Linked DNA regions of Mus musculus: region 1 is linked to region 2. The links are chromatin contacts, called in public promoter capture Hi-C maps. All regions are on one chromosome and are shown on one strand. The core of a region is the stretch at or near the end of the contact, and the rest is flanking DNA. Distances in the headings are between cores, read along the strand shown. Region 1 overlaps Kmt2a (lysine (K)-specific methyltransferase 2A). Region 2 overlaps Phldb1 (pleckstrin homology like domain, family B, member 1).

Region 1 (6,831 bases), core at 2,668-5,167, 120 kb before region 2:
TAGTTACTGTTGCAGGCTTTTGAACTTTATCTGTCCAATGTGTCTTTGCTGATAGTGGCTTGAAAAGATCCAGTTCTTTCTTGTAGGACTCCTAGAGCGAACAGGGAGCAGCAGGATGCAGCTGGAGTGGAGCAGCCATCGCAGAAGGAGTGTGGGCAGCCGGCAGGGTGAGCTGCAGATGACTGGTTACCACGTGTAGATAGGCTTCCTCCTGAAGCCTACTTGCATTGGGTTTGTTGTCAAGCATGTTCTTGACAGGCATCACATGGTATGGATGTTTTGAATCCCAGAACTGGGGAAGCTTAGGCAGGCTAACCTCTTAGCCACTGAGCCATCTCTCCAGCCCCATAGTTTGATTTTATTCTGCAGATATTTCTATGTGTACTCTTTGTAAACGTGAACGTACTTTTATATTACATGGATGCTTGCATACTCACTGTTTTTGTTTTTGCACTTAATTGGTTTATATAACTCCCTGGGCTGACATGCATGCATGCTGTGTTCCAAGTGTCTCTTTGCTGCTTCTAGTGCTGTTGTATGATCTACATTACGTAGTTGGCTTCATACATATTAGTAGTATGTACTTGGACTGTTTCGGGAGTTATTAAACTGGAAAAAGTGAAAATAGAGGGTATACTGGCTGGTGCAGCTGAGCTGTGTTCTCAGTTAAGCCACCTAACTTAAATTGTATAGCACTGAGAAGTGGCTTTGTAGTTTTTCTACTGTAAGATCAGGAGGAGAATTTCAGCGATAGAGTCCACAGACGCAATCAGCTACTTTTTGCCAACATTTGGGAAGAAATTTCATAAAGGATGGTCTTAAGGCTGGAGAAATGGCAAAGTAATTAGGATGCTTCCAGTTCTAACAGGATCAATCTAGTTACATCTCCAGCTAACAGATCTAACGATCCGTGCTCGGATCTAGTGCATCCCCAGCTGCTGTGGGCACCCACACAGTCACAGGACACCTACACACACTAAACATTTAAAAATCCGCTGATTCCTGAATCTCACAGTGGAAGGAACTGTTCAACACCTGGGCATACATACACCCCAATAATAAATAACAAACTTTAAAGTGCTTTATGCTTATGTTCTTGGTAGTTGTTTTAAATAACTGATGGGGTATATGGCAGATTATGAACAGTTGTTTTTATCTTCGAGTTGAAAAACAGCTGGCCTTGCCTCTCACGTCTGGTTGTATTTTCATTCAGACCAGTGGCTGCTCTTCCAGAGGTCCAGGCAACACAGAATCCAGCCAATGAGCAAGAAAATGCAGGTATGTGGTTGATTAATAGGTTATAGTAGAGAACTCTAAAGCCAGAAGAACTATGTAAAAATCATGTGCGCTGAGCATGGCGGTGCACACTTGTAACCCCAGCACTTGGAAAGCTAAGACAGAATTGCGAGTTCAAGGTGAGACTGAGTTGCATAGTGGCTTGAGGGCAGCCTGTGCTACATGACATAGTAGGCTCGAGGGCATACTGTGCTACACCACAGCCTAAACCACAGAGAATCGCCTGCATTAACTCCTGATAGTCTAGATGGGAGAAAAGCAGACTCAGTCTCAAGAGCTGAGCTGTGATGTGCAGTCATAGGGTCCCAGCGGTCTTCAGTTGTGTGTGTGTCATTGTCAAGGTCAGATCTTCTTGCTAAACTAAATTTAAGGACTGTGACATTTTAGGTAGCTGGTGATAACATTTAGTTGTCTTTGGAGGTGTTTCTTATATCTGATGGCACCTCGGGGTAAATTCCCTTCTGGAAACCGTAGCACTCTCTTAGGTGTTTGGGATTTGATTCTAGACCCACATGCACCCACAGCTCTGCATGTGTGGCCTGGTGTAGTTTGGCCACTTTACAATTAGTATAGTACCCACAGAACCTGAGCACGTGGCTCAGGAGACAGAGGCAAGAAGGTTGGCACGAGTTTGAAGCCAACCTGGGCTATACTACATAGTAAAGTCCAAGCCAACCTTGACCTCAGAATGAGCTCTTGTCTTAGGAAAGCAAACAGATTGACTAAATAAATGATCTTCAAACATGACTTCCCAGAAGAGAAAGGCTTAGGCTTGGGATTTGGGCTGTTACTGTACCCTGCTGCCTGGCCAGTTCCTCAAGCCCAAGGCCTCATTGCAGGCAGGCATGGTAGCTGAGTAGTCTCCAGAATCAGTTAGGTTCAAACCTCATGTTTACTTTGCTGTGTGGGTAAACATGGCTTTTACTTGGCCTGCTTCAGTTTCCCCATGTTTTGTTCACGTATTTATTCACTCACTCATTGCTTTGAATGAGGTCTCACTGTCTTGTCCTCGTTGACCTAGAACTTTAGGGTAGCCCAGGCTAGCAGTGACCATCCTCCCTCGGCCTCAGAATAGTAGGGTTACAGGCAGGCATCACCATACCTGGCTCGGTTCTCTTACCTTTAAAAGGGAGTCCAGCTGGGCTTGGTATAGCTGCAGTACTTGGGAAGCAGAGACAGGCAGCATAGCCTTCACAGCAAGCCATGCTGGCTACGGGCTGAGCCATTATCGCAAAAAGAGTCAATAATAACACCTACCTTAGTAGTTGTTAGGATTCCATGAGATACTGTGGGTGAAGTTCTAGAAGAGTATCTGAGGCATAATCAAGCTTCACACATAGGGAAGGGGATTTGTGTTTGCTTTGGTTTGGCTCCTATTAGGAGTAGTTATGTATGGAAAAATGACCACATTGTCATACCAGAAGCTCTGCTACAAAAACGAAGTCTATTAAATGCACCAGTGCACGCGCGCGCACACACACAGAGACACACACACACCATTTTAGTACCCAGGGCAAGTTCTTGAGCCTCAGTGGTCTTACTGGTGAATTGGGATAGCACTGGATACAGCATGTTCTTACAAATGGAGGTGGTGCTTGTAGAGCAAGTCTTTCCCAACCTTCCTAGTGTTGTGACCTTCATGGCTGTGGTCATAGCGGTAGTTTTGCTACTGTTGTGAATAGTAATGCACATATCTGTGTTTTTGCAGTGGTCTTGAGAGCCCTGTGAAAGGGTCCTTTGGGACCCACAGGTTGAGAACTGCTGGTGTAGATCATTCTGCACATAGCACTTGGTGCACACTGGCTTTAGCAAAACCTTTTTTCCATTGTAGAACCTAAAGCAATGGAAGAAGAAGAGAGTGGTTTCAGCTCTCCTCTGATGCTCTGGCTCCAGCAAGAACAAAAGAGGAAAGAAAGCATTACTGAGAGGAAGCCCAAGAAAGGACTCGTTTTTGAAATTTCAAGTGATGATGGCTTTCAGATCTGTGCGGAAAGTATTGAAGGTGAGTGGCTTGTTAGGTCAGCCTTCCATCAGGCCCTGCTGCGGTTCCTCCTGTGCTCAGGAAAAGCTTGCCTTGTTGAAGAACCACGATCATTCTTGACAAGTGCTAAGAGCTGCAGGTTGTGTGGTACACACTGAGAGCTGCTCTCTCAGCTCTTCTCGGTACCTCCTGCGGTGCCATCTCTCTTCTGTGGATTCTCCCACATGCTTTCTGCAGTGCTCCTGGCTGTCTGCTCGATGACTGCCAGCTCCACCTCGTCTGCCTCGTACAGCAGGGAAGCTCTCTGTGCAAATGTTATGGTCTAGTTGCAGCCATGTAGGCCTGAGCTCTCAGGAAAGGCTGTGAGTTCAGTGGGTGAGTTGGGGCTATCCGAAACCTGGGAAGAGGACCAAACAACAGCCATTTAAAGGGGGATCTGGAATTTGGTTTAGCCAGAGAGGAATGCAGGGAGCTTTTCACAAAGAGAATGAAATGGAACAAAGTTAGAAAAACTTTGGTTTTCAGTAGTATTGGATAGAAAATGACTTTGAACAGTGAAAGAAAAGTTGGGAGGTGAATTGGGCACAAGTTGGCAAGAGAGTCTATAGTGACAGCCGATGAGACCTTTGACATAATAAGGAAGCTCCGTGGGAAAAGGAAGGAAGGAAGGGTAGACGGACATGGTAACGACGTAGATATGAGTAGAGATAGAACTTGGACCTGGATGTGGCCTAAGCTGGGTGGTGGTGTCACATGCCTTTAATCCTAGCACTTGCAGGGGCAAGGCAGGTCTCTCTGAGTTTGAGACCAGCTTAGTGTATAGAAAGTTCCAGGAGAAGCAGGGCTTTCCTGTCTCAAAACCCTCTCTCTAAAAAACAAAACAAAACAAAACAAAGGATGTGTGCATCCTAAAAAAATACATAGACAAACACGTATGAAGATTTAGTAAGGCTGGGTGTGAACTGGGCATGCTGAAGCGCCCTGCAATCCCACCGCTCCGGAAGCAGAGCCAAGAAGATTGCCACACATTCAAGACCAGTTTGGGCGACACAGTGAATTCCAGTCTAGCCCGGACTAGAGTATGAAACCTTGTCTCTATTAAAAATGAAAGAAAAAGGGATCATAATGATCCCTGTCCTTCTATATATTAACTGTTGTTGTTGTTGAGACGGGGTCTCACTGTGTACCTTCACTGGCCTGGAACTCACTGGAGATCAGACTGACTTCAAACTCACAGGGATCCATGGGCTTCTGCTTCATATTAATTTTAAGGTTAGGAATGGTGATTCATCAAGGGACATGGGTATCCTAGGGATTCAGGAAGTATGAGTATCGTTGCTGCTCTGGCCCATGGTAAAAAGAAGCCTGCTGAACAATTTGCCTGGACGCTTCTCACATACCAGATTGACTGAAGGTAGCCAGGCACTGACGTCAGCTGCAGAATGATTCTCTGCACCAGGGACTGTGCTGATGCCAGTAAGACGTGATGGCACAAATTCTCTCCCACTTACAGTTTTCTCCTGTTTCCTTTCAGATGCCTGGAAGTCACTGACAGATAAAGTCCAGGAGGCACGATCAAATGCCCGCCTGAAGCAGCTCTCATTTGCAGGTAACGGCTGATGCTGCTGTTATCTTGCTACAACCTCCAAATATTCTGGCAGCTTGTTAGTGTAAGCCGCAGAATTGAATTTAAAAAAATAAACAAACTATCTAAATAAATAATTCAGGGCTTAAGGATGTAACTCATACACCATCCAGTTTACCCATTTACATTCAGTTCAGTGGTTTTTAGTATATCTGTCCATAGATGTGTGTTACTATCTTCTGACCTAAGCTCATGCCTGACCCTGGTGCCTGTGGATCTGCCTAGTCTGGATTGTTCACATAAGTGAATCTTGATCTGTGGCTGTCTTCTTTCAGCCTGTGCTTTCAGTCCTTCCTACACTAGGGCATGGGGCTCCGTGCTCATGCTCAGCTCCCGAGAGTGAGGCTCCCTAGCACCACGGTAGTAGGATTTATTTCTGTGTGCCACAGACATAAACTTCATGTTTGTTGACATTGTATATGATCCTAGCAGAAGCACAACCTTAAAACAGAGAGCTGATTCACAATAGACACCTTCATTCTGTATCTAATAATAATATAATAATAATAATACCTGAATTTTTTTTTGCAATACTGGGGATTGAACCTAAGATGTCAGACATATTAGGCAAGTATTCCACACAGCCATATTCAGAGGCCCTAAGAAGTCATATTTTAGTTGAAATATCATATACTTAATAACGATGTGTAGAACATGAGTGTTTGCAACTGCAGGAAGTATCCTGACAGTGCTTACAGAACCTCAACTACAGTGTCTTGTTTCTTTAAAATGCCTTTGCCGGGCGTGGTGCCGGGCGCACGCCTTTAATCCCAGCACTTGGGAGGCAGAGGCAGGCAGATTTCTGAGTTCGAGGCCAGCCTGATCTACAAAGTGAGTTCCAGGACAGCCAGGGCTACACAGAGAAACCCTATCTCGAAAAACCAAAAAAAAAAAAAAAAAAAAGAAAAGAAAAATGCCTTTTAAATATCCATCCCCAAACATTTATACAAATGTGCATGTCTGCCTTCCTTCTAACCCTATTCCACCCTAATCTCCTTCTGATCCTCGGACACCAGCTAGAAGAGAAAGAAGGTTAGAGGGGAAGGGGGAGCAGACCTGTTCAAGCTTCTTCCTGCTGATTAGGGACAATGAGTTTCTTGGGGCAAGTCCAGTCTACACTGTCCAGATATCTCCAGTGTCTTCTCTCTTTGCTCATGAACACTTGACAGTCTACAACATCAGCAACCAGAAGCATCAGGGAAGCAGCATTTGCCCGCCTCTTCTGAGCACCTCGCACCCTTCTAGGGGCTCTAGGATTTATCTCCTCTCCAGAGTCCCCAGAATTCCATACGTAAACTATCCGCAGCTGGCAAAGATCATGCCCCTCGTAGAGCTATGAACACACTGAAGCAGCCCCATATCTCACACCTGGGGTTAAAACAAAAACATTCACATAACTTTTTGTTTTTTAAAGAACCAAAATTCTCACGATAGAAATGTTCTCATAAAGAGAAAATTTGAATGCTTATACCATTGTGAAGGTGAGGCGTATTGAGTTCTCAGAGCGCTTACCTAGTATATACAAGGCTCTTGTTCAATCTTACAAAAAAAAAAAAAAAAAAAGAACCTTGTGATTCTTACATTGGGTGGCCATTATGAACATAAAATGAAGTGGCACATGGTACTTCTATACACTCAGCACACAGGGGACAGGCCAGAGCTTGGCAAGAGCAGTTTATGGTAACCATTCATCCGTACTGACAGATGGGTCCGCCATTATTTCACTAGCATTCTAAGGCTAACTTCTCAATGTCTGTTGTCCCTGAGCCCGGGTAGCCTCTGGCTGCTACCCTCTAACAACCATTTGTTGATGCTGTGCAGCTTCCTGTCGGCTACACCGCTTACTGCCCTGGTGCCTCTCCTTCTGTAGGTGTGAACGGTTTGCGGATGCTGGGGATTCTCCATGATG
Region 2 (6,511 bases), core at 1,086-3,585:
TGCCCCTCAGGCACGGCCTCTTACACGTTACCTTCCCAACCGGAAGGAGGACTTTGATCTGAAGACCCACATAGAGTCATCAGGCCACGGGGTGGACACCTGCCTACATGTGGTGCTTAGCAGCAAGGTACCAGACCTATGTGGCTTGGGGTGAGGGTGGGGGGCATTACTCATAGTCAGATCCTATTCAGAAGCACCCCCGGGGACCTTGGGATGGCCTCAGTCTGTCCCAACATTGTCAGTACTGTCTCAGTACTTTTCAGTGCTAGCCAGGGATAGCCTCTGGAAATGCAGACACAGGCGGGTGGCTAAAGGAGACAAGCTCAGAGCTCCATGTTCACTTACTTCTTTGCCGTTGCTCCCCACCAGGTGTGCCGTGGCTACCTGATCAAGATGGGTGGCAAGATTAAATCGTGGAAGAAGCGCTGGTTTGTCTTTGATCGGCTGAAGCGCACCCTTTCCTATTACGTGGGTGAGTTCCCACAGGCTGCCCTTGAGCCTGTCAGGGAGGGGGCTCCTGGGTTCCAACAGCTGGATTGTCTGGTCTGCTAGAAGGAAGCCAAGCTTCCAAGTAGAGGGCCAGAGGCTCTAATGGGCTTTGGCTTCCCACGCCTGAAAATGTACAGAGTGCACCCGATTCGCATTGGTTTGTTCTTCATTCATTCATTCATTCATTTGTTCGATCATTCATTCATTCATTCATTCATTCTGTGGTGGTGTTGAGTATCTCATAAACTCCAGTTCCTGTTTTAGACTCTAGAGACAACTAAGTGGTCATGCCTTCTCCCTTGGTGCATATGGTCAGGAAGTTGGATGCTAAGCAGAGAGTTAAAGTAAATACAGTGAGTGAGTTTGCTGACAGGAGATACCCTGATGCTGGGCTTCGGACTGCCCCTTAGTCTCCCTCAGAGACCTCGAGGTAATCGCTTGAGCAGTTTCAGGGACTCTCGGGACAGTCCAGGAACCAGGAAACTTATTTACGATGCTCTTCTTCATCCAGTCTCTGGCGTAGACTCCTGTCCCGGAATACCTTCAGCCTTTCCCATTAGATCCCGAGGTTCTGGGTGGCCCTCTAATCAGCCAAGGCTCAACGGTGCAGTGATCGGCAGTCCTCCATATGCACCACATGAACTCGCTGTGCACTGCGGGTTGGCTGTCTCTGAGGCACAGTGCGACTTTCTGGAACGTTACTGGGCGTGTTGGCAGAGCCAAGAGAGTTCTGAGGCGCTTTGCTTTGACATTAAGAGTCTCAGCGGGGAGGTAATGTGTGACACATTTGCCTACCAGTCACTCAGCCCCGCCACCTGCAAAGCTGGGGAAAACAGCCCTACCTACCAAGAGCCTGGAAAGGGGAGGGCTTCCAGGTCATGAATGCCCAGGCCCAGGGCCTTGCTTGCACCTCTTGACTTTCTGCCCTTTTAAGAAGCCTTCCCCAGCCGGGTGTGGTGGTGCATGCCTTTAATCCCAGCACTTGGGAGGCAGAGGCAGGTGGATTTCTGTAAGTTTGAGGCCAGCCTGGTCTACAGAGTGAGTTCCAGGACAGCCAGGACTACACAGAGAAACCCTGTCTCAAAAAAAAAAAAAAAAAAAAAGGAGAAGCCTTCCCCAGTCGACATGGGTCCTGGATGTGGAGAGACACAAGCCTGAGTGTAGCTAGAGGGACGTTGTCAGCCTGAGAAGCAGAGCCACTTCAGACACACTGGGGCTGAGATGCGTCTAGCTAGGTCCAGGGAAAAGGTTAGGCTGGGAGGCAGACCCTAGTTGAAAGTCTTGGCGTAATAATTATAGGAAATTCAGGGCCTGTCCATCAGACACTTGAACGGTTGGTACTCTGGATGCATCGGCTCATCTAATTTTTGCCAAAAGCGCTATATTGACACCTCCGTTACGTATAACGAGTTTAACAGGGCTCAGAAAGCCTTTGCCCACAGTCTCTCAGCAAGGACAAGGCCGAGGAGAGGGGAGGAGCAGCCACGAGTGGAGAAGAGGCAGGATAGAAAGCAGCAGAGGCAGAAAAGGAAGCAGGAAGCTGGCTCTGACTGTGCGCCAGGTGCTGGGCTGGCGCTTGGCAAAGGCAATCTTGGTTCATGCCTGTGAAACAAAGGAGACCACGTTTAGACGAGGAGCGGAAACAGAAGGAAGCCAGCCAAGGGAACAGACATTTGTAAGCCCAAGGTGTCACCAGCCATGATAGATACCACCAGAGGGTCAAGCAGGATGTGGCCCAAAGGCCATTTGACTCCGGGTCTGAGATTTGTGGAGAGAAGGGTTTCCACCATGCAAGCAGGCAGAAGTCAGATTGCACAAGACCAAGGATAGGTGGGCGGGACAGAGTGTACGAAGGTTGCTGTTTCCCTGTTACTATTTCCAGGGAAAGAAGAAGGGGGGCAGAGCACAATACCACTGGAGGATGGCCAGGAGGAAATGCTGAGATGGGTTTAGGGCTACACCAGGACCTGGGTGTGGCTTGCCGGTTGGACCCGCGCCCTCCTCCTTCCTACAACAGGAAAGCACATTAGATTAGCGTGGGTAAACCCCTCCAGGCGCTCACCTTACCTGGAACCGTTCCCACCCTCCTCAGCACTCCGGCAGTCATCCCTGCCTTGCTGTGTGACATCAGCCCGGAGTGTAATGCTGTAGTGACAGATGCCGAGTTCCGTGCCAGACTATGCTGGGTGCTCTGAATGGGCTCTTGCTTTTCACACCTCTTCCTTCCCTCAGATGTGGCAGAGTACTCCTGAGCTCCAAGCCACGCTGGCAAGCAACTAGGCTGTGTGCCTGTACCTCCTCGCCACGTTGTAACTTCCTAGCACAAGAGCCTAGGATCCCTTTGCAGGTGTCAGTTCCTAGGACTCAGTCATCCTGCCACGAGCAAGCGAGCGCCTGTTCTGTGCCTGGCACATAGCTGTTGCCGTTGGAGGAGGATATAGGTGTGGATGACAGAGGTTCACATTGAGTGTTGCAAGCTCTGTGCTGAGAATCTGTGGTGTCTGTTGCAGTGGCCCGCAGTGGATCTTGGTTAGGAGTTTGTGGACAGGAGGGAGATGGCCCTGGGGTGTGAAGAGCTGGGTTGCTAAGGGGACAGTGAGAATCTCAAGAGACTCCACCTAATTCAGTGTGGGGGAGGCTGCGAGGCAAGGATGTGTTGGCGGCAGTGTGAGCCAGGCACACACAGGCAGCTGGTTCCCCAAAGAGGAACCATCAGAGAAGGTTTTAAAACCCATTCCTCAACACCAGGTCAGGTGAGAGGCAGGGCTAGAGGCTAGGACAGGACCTTCAGGAGGCCGGAGGGAGGAGGGAACTGGGCCTGAAGTAACCCGGAGTGTGGGGAGTGGAGAGGGACCCATGAGAGGAGCTTACTGGTAGCTGTCACTTCTGAATTCAGTGGTTAGTATCATCCTCTCCTGGAGCTGGTGGCTGAGGGTGGCAGTTGTACCATGTGATCGGTGTTTGTAGTGGCCTGTTTCCCTTCCTCCACACCCAGTGTTCACCTCTGCTCTGACGGCTCCCCTCCCCCTCCCTCTCCCCCTCCCATTCCCTTCCCCTCCTCCCTGACCTTGAATGTTGTGTGCAATGTATATGCTCTATGCTGTTCACATGAAGGGAGTAGAATGGCCTAAAGAGCCCAGTAGGAATCAGTGTACGGCAGTTCTTCTTAGCCCCGCCCCTCAGAGGTGGGGCAAACCCCGCCCACCACGGAGCTAGCACTACATGCATCCCCAGCTCTGTGGCTGCTTCCTTCTGTGTTTTGTTTAGTTTGGTTTTTCGTTTTGTTTTAGGTTTTCCTTTTTGAGACAGACTTTCACATAGCCCAGGTTGGCCTTGAATTTGCTATGGTAATGGTAACCCGTGAACTGCTGATCTTCCTGCCTCTACTTCCCAAGTTCTGAAATTGTGTGTGTGTGTGTGTGTGTGTGTGTGTGTGTGTGTGTGTGTGTGTGCACGCACCCGTCTGGTTCTCGAGTTGTCTGAAGTGGGAGCTCTTCAACGCTGAGCAGCCCCAAGCCCTACCATGCCGGGGTTGTGTGATGTTAGGAGCCCAGGGCTTCATGTGTGCTAGGCAAGCAAGCAGCCAACTGAGTTTTACTCCTGCCTTCCTTATTTTCTTGAATAACACGAGATTCATATCTGTATAGTTCAAAATCAAAACATAAAAAGTTTACTTTGAGAAATAAGTCACCACCAAGCACAGGTAACATAAATTTTGTTTTGTTTTGTTTGGTTTTTTTTGTTGTTGTTGTTGTTTTGTTTTTCGAGACAGGGTTTCTCTGTATAGCTCTGGCTGTCTTGGAACTCACTCTGTAGACCAGGCTGGCCTCGAACTCAGAAATCCGCCTGTCTCTGCCTCCCGAGTGCTGGGATTAAAGGCATGTGCCACCATGCGAGGCTAACTTTTTTTTTTTTAAGTGAGACACTGTTTCTTGTATCCCACATTGGCCTAAAGCTCACTGTGTAGTCAGAACTGGTCTTGAACTCCTTATCCTAAAACACTAGGTTTATTGATGTGCACACACTCAGATGAACAACGTTCGTATCCCCAGTGGCAGCTAACACATTCTCCTGGTTGCCTCTTAGGTATCTTAGCAGTCTTTCTGTTTCCAGGACATCTATGAATGTATACGGACATTGGTGCATTTTATAGAGTCACCCCCACGCCTCTACGCCTGTCGGTTGTTTCTTGGGGCTGGAGCAATGGCTTAGTGGCTAAAAGAGCACCCGAGGGTCAGACATGAGGATCTGAGTGCAGGTCACAGGACTCCTTAGGCCTGGTACATCCCTGCTGCCCCAGCGCTGTGACAGAGGGAGATGGGGAGTGCTGGGGATTGCTGGGAACCAACCTAGCCTGGGGTCGACGAGAGACCCTATCTCAAGAGAATATGGTAGAGAGTGACACCCTCTCCCAGCCTCTTGAGTGTGTGTATGCACATGTGTGGGCGTGCACATCCTCACACATACACATACATACCACATACACACATTCTGTATCATCTTACATAACAGCAACCATGTAATATTCCATTGTGTGGCACTAATTTATTAACTCATCTCTGCTTGAGGGATATTAGTGTTGCCTACACAAAGCTGTGGCAACCGTTGTAAATCTGTTCCTTTATGTAAGTCGGATAAATGATTTCTGTTGTTCGCTTGTTTCTTGACACAAGGTCTCAGTATGTAGCTCTGTCTGACCTGGAACTTACTAGGTAGACCAGGCTAGTCAAGCTACCTGCCTCTGCCTCCTGAGTGCTGAGATCAAAGTCTTTCTAATCTATTTATTATTTGTATTTATGTTAAAATGTATTTATTTTAGAGATATGTAATATGTCATTTAGGCAGGCCAGGAGCTCAAAACCATCCTGCCTTTGTCTTAGCAAACTGCTAGGATGCCAGGTGCCTACTTTTTTTTTTTTTAAGATTTATTTATTTTATATATGTGAGTACACTATAGCTGTCTTCAGCTGGGATTTGAACTCAGAACCTCTGGAAGAGCAGTCTGTGCTCTTAGCCACTGAGCCATCTCTCCAGCTCCCAGGTGCCTGTTTTAATCAATGAGGTCAGGTTATCCGTGTGAGCCTCACTAGCTCTGCGCCCAGCTGTCATGGTTCTAGCGATTCTGTCTTACGGTGGTCGATCACATCTCAGCAGAGTTGTGATTCGAATCATCCCTGCCGTCAGGCTCCCCTTTAGACTTGGAGTCCTGTAAGCCATTCCCCAGATGAGGACGTGAGCTCTGACTCAGACGCCGCCATGCTGGGATGCTGGGTCCGGCTCAGCCCATCCCTCCCCTCCTTTCTTTGCAGACAAACATGAGACGAAGCTGAAGGGGGTCATCTATTTCCAGGCCATCGAGGAAGTGTACTATGACCACCTGCGCAGCGCAGCCAAGGTGAGGCAGGGAGGACCAGAGTGTGGCTGCAGGAATACCACCAGGCAGGGGTGTCGTGAGCACAGAGGCTTCGAGCCCGTCCTCTGCCCCGACTCCGGCTCTGCTTCACACTCCCTCTCTTTACCGTTTGTCTCTTCCTTTCTTCCTCCTCCCCTCCCAGAAAAGGTTTTTCCACTTCACCATGGTGACTAAGGTACCCCCAACCCCACATGCCAGTAACCAGAGCTCCTCATATTAACAGTTCCTGTGCCTTTTGGCCCCTGACCGCTGACTCCCTCCATCCCTCTAACTTGTTCCAGGCCAGCGAGAAGAGCAAGAAGTGCCTGTTGAAAGAAGCGCACTTGTTGCCTTCCTCTCTGGCTAGGACAGCTGGTGTAGCCCCCAGGGCAGGGACAGTACAGATGGGAGCTACGGGGCGGCTGCGGGGAAGTGCAGACACTTGATTGGAGAGGGGCGATTGATAGAAGGTGACCTTGGAGGCTGAGCCAGCTCGCCATACGCAAATTGCCCTCTCTTGCCAGCCCTTAGACCTCACCTAACCCTGACCTATGCCCTCTGGGGTCTGGCCCACCATCCTACTGAAAGCCTTCTTCTGCCTCCTTTTGGCTTAGAGGAGAATCTGGTTCT

Evidence for each region. Capture Hi-C pulls out chosen DNA fragments and counts their contacts.
Region 1: a contact with region 2 is called in a promoter capture Hi-C map of adipose tissue. The contact joins two enhancer-like sites. A contact is called at or near these places in 3 of 484 Hi-C or Micro-C datasets (embryonic stem cells and trophoblast stem cells), 1 of 115 datasets of contacts at active chromatin or transcription factors (T-cell acute lymphoblastic leukemia) and 4 of 9 other capture datasets (adipose tissue, embryonic stem cells, liver and 1 more).

What each region holds. Positions count from the first base shown.
Region 1 is chr9:44,811,042-44,817,872 of GRCm38.p6, reverse strand. Kmt2a (lysine (K)-specific methyltransferase 2A) reads left to right here. Exons shown (of 36, transcript NM_001357549.2): 28 at 87-167; 29 at 1,214-1,278; 30 at 3,128-3,298; 31 at 4,812-4,886; 32 at 6,793-6,831. Among named protein-coding and RNA genes, the nearest start is that of Ttc36, 12 kb to the right of the region's middle. Within about 2 kb of position 3,917, at least 5 of the 459 cell types and tissues checked have an H3K27ac peak or open chromatin away from gene starts, as enhancers often do. A contact at or near this core is called in adipose tissue, where this site is marked.
Region 2 is chr9:44,687,990-44,694,500 of GRCm38.p6, reverse strand. It overlaps Phldb1 (pleckstrin homology like domain, family B, member 1), which reads left to right. Exons shown (of 22, transcript NM_153537.4): 19 at 11-127; 20 at 370-472; 21 at 5,799-5,884. Among named protein-coding and RNA genes, the nearest start is that of Treh, 18 kb to the right of the region's middle. Within about 2 kb of position 2,335, at least 116 of the 459 cell types and tissues checked have an H3K27ac peak or open chromatin away from gene starts, as enhancers often do. A contact at or near this core is called in adipose tissue, where this site is marked.